Linked DNA regions of Mus musculus: region 2 is linked to region 1. A link is a contact called in public HiChIP or PLAC-seq data. All regions are on one chromosome and are shown on one strand. The core of a region is the stretch at or near the end of the contact, and the rest is flanking DNA. Distances in the headings are between cores, read along the strand shown.

Evidence for each region. HiChIP or PLAC-seq counts read pairs in DNA pulled down with a chosen protein or histone mark.
Region 2: an H3K27ac HiChIP or PLAC-seq map of T-cell acute lymphoblastic leukemia shows a contact between it and region 1, with 4 times the contacts expected there. The contact joins two enhancer-like sites. A contact is called at or near these places in 5 of 484 Hi-C or Micro-C datasets (Th2 cells, centroblasts, cerebellum and 1 more) and 1 of 115 datasets of contacts at active chromatin or transcription factors (T-cell acute lymphoblastic leukemia).

The regions. Positions count from the first base shown.
Region 1 is chr9:86,306,673-86,310,816 of GRCm38.p6, forward strand. It overlaps Ube2cbp (ubiquitin-conjugating enzyme E2C binding protein), which reads right to left. Exons shown (of 10, transcript NM_027394.2): 10 at 562-1,204. The coding sequence ends at 1,184. Among named protein-coding and RNA genes, the nearest start is that of Ube2cbp, 160 kb to the right of the region's middle. Within about 2 kb of position 2,134, at least 3 of the 459 cell types and tissues checked have an H3K27ac peak or open chromatin away from gene starts, as enhancers often do. A contact at or near this core is called in T-cell acute lymphoblastic leukemia, where this site is marked.
Region 2 is chr9:86,439,813-86,443,772 of GRCm38.p6, forward strand. Ube2cbp (ubiquitin-conjugating enzyme E2C binding protein) reads right to left here. Exons shown (of 10, transcript NM_027394.2): 4 at 774-942. Among named protein-coding and RNA genes, the nearest start is that of Ube2cbp, 23 kb to the right of the region's middle. Within about 2 kb of position 2,674, at least 6 of the 459 cell types and tissues checked have an H3K27ac peak or open chromatin away from gene starts, as enhancers often do. A contact at or near this core is called in T-cell acute lymphoblastic leukemia, where this site is marked.

The sequences.
Region 1 (4,144 bases), core at 884-3,383:
TCTGTGGCTGGAGTCCTGGACACAACACCAAGAACATCAGTGTTTCAAACTGTGTTTAATAAAGTGACACTGCAGGATGCAGCAGATGTCAGTCCACTGGCTCCAAAGGCAGGACAGCAAATGCTGCTCTAATACCTAATCCCACCGCTCTGCTGGGTAAACTCCAAGGAAGAGGACGCCAAGTGATCCTTACAACTAAGAGTGTCAGAAAATGAGGGAACAGAAAACTTAGTTGTTTGGAATTAAGAGGTATTATTAGGTGGCTCACAACCTAGGATCAACACCACCATGTGAGATCCACAGCAGAGATGACTGCAGATGCCTGTCCTTCTGAATGTGGTAGTAGGGAGAGAAGAGTGTGGATGGATTTCCCAGCAAGGGAGATCAGTCAGCCTGGCTACGGCCCCAACTTTAGTCCCTGCCCTTGAACCGAGCTGTATGATACTCAAGCCTTCTTCCTAAAGTTAGGAGCTGGCCCAGGAATGGCAGGATTGGGCTCAGCTCTTGCCATTCTCGATGCTTTCTTGTTTGGGCACATAAGAATCGAGATAATTCTATATTAAGACACCAGCGTTGTACATTTATTAATTTGCAGTAGCATGTGGTGAAGGAAATAAAGAACAAAAGAACACATGCAGTTTTACACCCTCAGGAAAACTTTAATTGGATACTCACTCATTCAACAAACACCAACAAGCATCTTCTTTGAATAAGATATGAAAACTTGTACATTTTAGTTTTTAAAGATGTGTTTTAAACAAACCCGGAGCCCTTTAAAAGTTTATTTCCCAGGATTTAGAGTGGTTAACATTCAGCTCCCCAGTGAAGTTCCTCGCTGCGTTCACACAGGACAGATGGGCTTCCATTAGCTAATATGCTTCCAGGTGGTGCTGACACAGCACAGATTTGAATATTCCTCTCTGTGGGAAGTAGAGGTGCAACTTCTATACTTAACCTGCTACTACAACTTTCCTTATAGCCTTGAGTTTGCAGGGACCTAAAGTCAACTCTTAGAGAAGAAATGCAAACAAGAAAAACTGGAAATTTCAGCACAGTCCCCATTCTGCAGCTTAGTTCTTGTTCACCCCAGCAGGTTGTGCTCACAGAGCAAACTGCTGGCTTGGGCTGGGTTCCGAGCTGGAGAGCTGTCCGCTGGTAGACCAGAAAGCCGCAGCTTCAACAGTTACATCTTCAAAAAGGCCACCTGGAAAAAAAAAATCCACAGTGCTTTAATGATGGAACGGAAAGCTGCATGTCAGATCTGAGCGGGATGGGGCCAAATCTGGTCAACAGGACACAGACCAACCTCAGAAGAATTCACTCGGGCGAGGCAGACATTGCACTTTATAGCAAGAACCAATCAGTCTTTTTTAAATGAACCATCAAGTAATTAGAATGATTCATATCCATTTTTTAAAACGTTTTAATTGACAGTAAAGCTAGATATCCATGACGTAATCTAGTTCATGCTTCCATTTGTCCAAACTACTCTTTTTAGACATTCTGTTAGCAGAATTCTGAGTCTAAAAGATTACTAGGCAATTTTCTGGCCTTAACACCGTTGGTAAGTACCCCTTCTTCTCTTCAGGCCATGCTGATAATTTTAATCACATGCAATTATACTTGTTGTGTTTGCTAGCAGTAATTCATCTTAACCTAGTGTTTAAAAAAAACAAAAAAACAAAAAAGGAAAACTTAATTCATACAGGCATTTGTGCAAAACATTTCGAACTATCAACAAGGTTTAGCTCAAACAAATGCTTGTAACTTCCCAAAAGTTCTGATAACAAAAAAAAAAAAAAAAAAAATGATAGCTAACTACAAATGTTTATGGAGTTTTAGTCCTGAGGTGACAGTAAAGCCAGAAAGAGAGGGCAATGCAGAGATAATGCTGACGAGAGTGGTGGGTTTGGGAAGCTTGTACAAGGCCACCCAGAAGTAAATTCATTCCATTCTTAGAGAAGTATCAAGGAAGTTGGTGCCTAAGCCCCAGCTGCAGCAAAAGGGGCAGGCAGGTAGTTAATGATCCCCATTACAAGGAAAGAAAAAAGGCAGAACATTTCGGTGCAGGAGGCACGAGCTTTATGGAGAGGGCTTCAGAGGATGTTACTCTTCATGTGGTGCAGCAAGGAATGCACCTGCTGAGTTTCCACATCAACTTCCTGCTGAGCTCCTACATCAAGTTTTGCAATGAGAGCACCGAAGTTGAGGGAACAAAAAAGGAAGAAGGGTTACACAGTTTCTAAACATCATCTAACCATGGGACAATTACAGCTTATAAACCTCCAGGGCTTTCTGTGAAGATCAAGTGAGATAATAGGCCGAGTGAGGGTGGGGGAAATGTGTTTTAGGCCAGGACACACCAAGCTTGGCCCTATTGTGTGTGGAAGCTAGCCTTGGGCTACACAGTAAGGAGCTGTCTCAAAATATGTGAATAAATAATAAAAAATATAATGGTTATGAAGAGATAATATGCTATATAAATCCACATGATTTTTTCCCCCCATCTCCCATTTCTCCACCCTTACCAGATGGGTCAGGGTGTTAAGGGAGACATGTCTATGTCCCATTAGGGATGGAGGAATGGTTTAGAATTAGACTGGACAGGAGACTACAGGTCTTGAGTATTAACACAGAGTCTATTGAGGGCGGTGGTGTTCTGCTTCTATGCAAACAGTCTGCTGGGAAAACACACTACCTTATAGAGACAAAATCAGTTACTGCTTTTAATTCTGCAAATTACTGTGGCACTGAATAGTTAAGGGAGCATCTAACTCCAATCCATGCCATAGTGAAAATGGTTAGGAAATTTAGCTCTGAAGTCTGGTTGTCAACAACTGTGAGGGTGTGGTGACTGACATCTAACAGGGAGAGGCAGGGATGTTGCAGAGCATCCTAAAATCACAGGGCAGCTTCTCCCAAGACCCCCAAATGTGCAGTGAAGAGAAACGCTGTAATTACAGGATCTGTTTGCTAGACCAGATCTCTCATGGACTAGTTCTGTGACCTTTCATAGACGGGTTAACATCTTTCCATCTTTCCCCACCTGCAAGATGGGAATTGTAAAAGGCCCACCTGAAACCTGTAAAGCATTTTGAAGTGTAGTAAGCTAATTATGACTCTACTTGCCCTGGGCACAGCCTTGGGATTAAGGCAGAGCAGCATTTGAGACACTGGCTTACCAACAAGAAAACTAATGCAGAAAAATAAATGGCTTACTGAGCACACAAGGCCTGACAAGTGTCCATGGTGGACCCAGAGGGAAATGGATGAAACCCCACTTTCTCACAGTAACCTTGCAGATAAATGAGAAAAAGCCAGAGGCACAGGATCCTTGAATCTTCACTATTGCCTGGACATCAACAAATAGCTTTGGTTTCCCATGCTTCTAACATGGAGAATGAGAACTTAAACTGACCAAATAATGCAAAGCCCCCAACCCCACCCCCACACCACCAAGTAAGGAAAATCTGAAATTTTGACCTAAAGAGGTTTTTTTTTTATCTCTCTCTAGTTTTGTTAGCTTTCCCTACCAAGTATACATTATGTACTTTTTAAGTTTCACTAACAAAAATACATACCCAACCTTGGGAGCAGGTATTACATAATGCATTGTGGTATTTATTTATTTATTTAAATCACTGTGAGTTAACTATTTCAAAAGCTGATTTTGTATTCTCTAGCTTTTATCTGTGACAGGAAAATCTGTTTCCAATTTGTTTTAAGAAAGTTGTTGGTTGGGGTTTGTTTTGTTTCTTTTTTTCTTTTCTTTTCTTTCTTTTTTTTTTTTTTTTGCTTGTACAATGCTGAGAAAATCCTGTTCCAAAGCTTTTAGAACACATGCCTACAGCTGAACCTCTAGGCTATGTTGCTGGGTCTTGCCTTTCTGGAATGTACACTCACAAAGCGTAAACAGTGACTTGAGACATCGGGAGAGCGGACTCTTTCCTGTGACCATAAGATGTGACTCTGTTCTGTGCACACAAATATGAACACTTGGAGAGGAAAGAACCTGAGCCAAGAGATCTAAAGAGGATGGATGTTCCTGCTTTGGGTCATCTGAAAACAGCCGTCTTAAATGACAATAAACAGAACTAGACGGATGGAGTGGTGAACCAAGGGTTAAGTCAATACTGCTTCAGAT
Region 2 (3,960 bases), core at 1,424-3,923, 130 kb after region 1:
GAGTAAACCATTTATTTTGGGGGTGAGAGGAAGCTGTCTTCTCCTTAAAACAAACTGTGTAAGGAGAGCATGTGACCCCATCTGCTAAGTACCAGTGTAGGCCCCATAGCTTAGGTTAGTCTCGCTCACCTGTTTCTTTTCCTTTTTTTTCTGATGATATCTGCTTTTCCAACAACAATAAAAAGTCTAGGCCCGGGCTGGTGAGATGGCTCAGTGGGTAAGAGCACCCGACTGCTCTTCCAAAGGTCCAGAGTTCAAATCCCAGCAACCACATGGTGGCTCACAACCATCTGTAACAAGATCTGACTCCCTCTTCTGGAGTGTCTGAAGACAGCTATAGTGTACTTACATGTAATAAATAAATAAATCTTTAAAAAAAAAAAAAAAGTCTAGGCCTTGGGCAAACACAGTAAGATAATCGCAAAGTGGATATCCTGAGCTAATACTCCTGCACTTTTACTAAGACTTTTGAGATTAAAATGCACAGATGATTATAATGTCCAGAAAGCAGGGCATTTGGTATGGGAAATGATAGCACACTCAAATCCATGCAGGAATGTTCTTCCAGATTCTACTAGCTGCTTGAGTTTAAAGTTCTTACTTTATCCGAAGAGCTGGAGAATGGAAGGAAGCAGTTAAAAATAATGAATTTGGGCTTTTTAAGAACAAGCTCTTCAACAAACCCTGAATTAAAAGCAGGGAAACTGGTATCTAAATCAGCCTCTTAAGCATGTATTTTGAAAAGATTTTTTTTTTTTCAGTGCAACTCTTACCTGCTCCAAATCACTTTTCAAATTCACTAAGAAGAAAGAGTCCCCAATAAAACAGTCATTTTCTCTCGGATGAAGAGGCCTATTAGCAAAGGGGTCGGGATGGCAGCACCACTCTCCGACCAGAGCGCTCCAGTTCTCACTGGGCAGGGGGAGCACCCTGAGGAGTTTCCTAGTGGAAAGAAGAAAACAGCATCTTTTTATTTCACTATACAAAAGGCAACATTTTCTTAATTAAATCAGCATGAAAGATGAAGGAAGCTCATTAGCCACATGCTTGCAATGTCAATTTCCCCCAATTATGAAAGTAATATATGCCTCATATAGACAATGTTTTACAAAATATAAACAGGCAGAGAAGTCTCCCTTTGCTCCCTACTCGAAAATCAGCCACTCTAATGTGACAGAGACTTAGTAACCATCCTCTTCATGAACACTGCATGGACACATGAAGGGCCTATGCCCTGAGTCACTGCATGCAGGTATGGCTGGTCTCTGTACCCTGACAAGACATAGTCTGACACTGCATGCATGCCTGGGAGACATGTTCCCTGAGAAGACACACATAGATACTGCATACACACATGACAGGCCTGTGCCCTGAGAAGACACCCACAGTTATTACATACACACATGGCAGACCTGTGCCCCAAGAAGACACACACAGAAATTGCATGTGTTTGATAACTTTTTTTTGTTGTTTTTGTTTTTTTTTTGTTTTTTGAGACAGGGTTTCTCTGTGTAGCTCAGACTGTCCTGAAACTCACTCTGTAGACCAGGCTAGCCTCGAAATGATAACTTGATAACAAAGGTTATCAGCTGGTGATGGTAAAGTTGAAATTTTGTTTAAGGTCACACCTACTGTTTCTCTCACTAGAAAAATACAAATAAATTAATATATATTTAGAAGACCAGAGTTAAAATATTTAATATATGAGTGTATCATTTCCATTAGCCCAATTTTTTTAATTATTTCCCCCTCCCGCCATATTAGCCATTTTTCTTAGATTCTCCCAATCATCTATGAGTATTAAAAAACGGCAATGGCAGATTAGAAGACTTAGGCCATTTAATTTGAAACTCTACGGGACAAAACTGGGCAAAGGAATGCTAACTGAAATGGGACACCCCGGCATCATTCCGACTGCAGAGCCTAGGCGGGTGCTACAGGTGATTCAATCGGCACACATTTCTGAGAGCTCGCTATGGGACGGGTAATATGCTGGCCTGGTATCTGACACCCAAGCACATACATACAGTCTCTTTCTTGTGAAGGCACTCCAGTAGAAAGTATAGACGACATTCAGCAAGCGAAGGCATGCGTAAGAAAGCTCATAATAAAGTAATGAGGGGGAGGGAGAGAGTACAGATCCCATTGAAAATGTGGAAAAAGCAACCGCTCCCTTCTCAACCATGCATTCCCACGGCAACACAGGATCTACACTTTATTTTTAAGGGATTCAGAGTACTCCCAAACCAGCCCATGACTACAGGGTGGATAGACAGAGAGGACCAAAGCCATACTCCCGTTTAATCAACTTTAGAGAACAGGCAACATCTGAGTTGGCCTTTGAAAGATAATAAACCTGGGGTTCCACGGGCAATGAAAGGAATTTAGGGCACTGGAAGAAACAACATCAAGGCAGGCACTACTCTTTATCTTTGTGCTGTATTCCCGCTGTTTGACACACTTCTTAAGTATTTCCTGGAGTAGTAAATCTTAGTAAGTCTGACATGTGAGGCTCCTGGATGGATCTGCTGCATCCTGGGTACAAGAATTAACAAACCTTTTCCCTTGCTGCCAGAGTACCTGACCTTTGGAACAACCGCCAAGCTTCGTTACCCTGGAAACCAGGTATGATCCTAGGCATCACATGTATTGCTAGGCAACACTGCTTACAGAAAAAAAAAAAATCCATGATTGGGAAATCGCATCTTACCAGGAAGACCTATGAATGAGCTGCACACAGCTGGTAAGGATGCATGCTTGGAACTTCCCTGAATGCTGTCACCCTGGTAAAACCTTAAAAGCCACAACTAAAGGATTGTGATGAAACACTGTCTGATTAGGGTAGGAGATACTTCTCAGCCAAAGCAGCAACTACCTGCCATGGATCTTGTACTCTGTACCTGGAACAATATCGTACAAGGAGACAAGGGTCCCCCAATGAGAATGTGAACAATTACTCGCGTGGACTGCAGCAGAGCCCACGCAAGAGAGGAATTCTTGAGCTGCCCAGCCAGCCAGCAACCTATGTATCCTATAGTAATCTTGAGAATGTGCATGTGTAGAAGCACTGAATAAGACCCGTGGTGGCATTGCACACACCTTACCATAGTGAATGCTCAAGACGCTTTGTGAGATAAAAACAACAAGGCTCTTGTCACAGAGGAGGGAAATGGGGCTTCAGAGTATGAAAAGATTTTCACAAGTCCAACAGAATTTGAGGCGAAGACTGAAGCAAGGGTTTTTACCCAGGGCTTTCTGGCTCTAAAACCACTCTTTCCCTTGGAATACCTTTACCTCCCTAGCAACACAGGGCAGTAGTAAAGGCTCAGGGGTTAAATGGCCACACCTTCTGTGAGGAGTTACTGGCTTGGAAAGGATAGGGCTTGGTCCTAAGGATAGGTAGGAGCACTCCAGTGTTTTAAGAAGGTCGCTAAGAGCAGGAGTTAGGCCATACACAGGTTCCTGGATCTTCTCCACTAACATTCTCCATCTCCTGACATTGTGCCTGCAGGGCCCATACAGAACCTCAGAACCATGCATGATCGGAGAAATGAAAGTGAAGCAAGACCCAAGAGGGTTGACACACAGTAACACAAAACAGGAGATCTCCAAGTAAACTTGACGCCACCTGACAATGAGTAACGACTGCAATGGATCCTTTAAGCATGCACAGAAGGCATCAGAAAGGAGTAGGTAACGCACAGCTCAGTGCAAAAGTAAAAGGGTTTTACAGGAGGAAAAGAGTTTTCTGATGCTTTAGGGGGAGGCGTGAAACCTTCCAAAACAAAAGATGTGTTTAAATCACAGCTCTACTGAAAATATATCTACTGAAAAAAAAAAAAAAACACTAAAAAGTGTATTTTGCTATCATCTACTTTCCAAGAAGTGGTCAAAATAAAACACACACCATTATTATTTTTATTAATTATTTCTATTATTATTATTATTTCTAATTTAAGG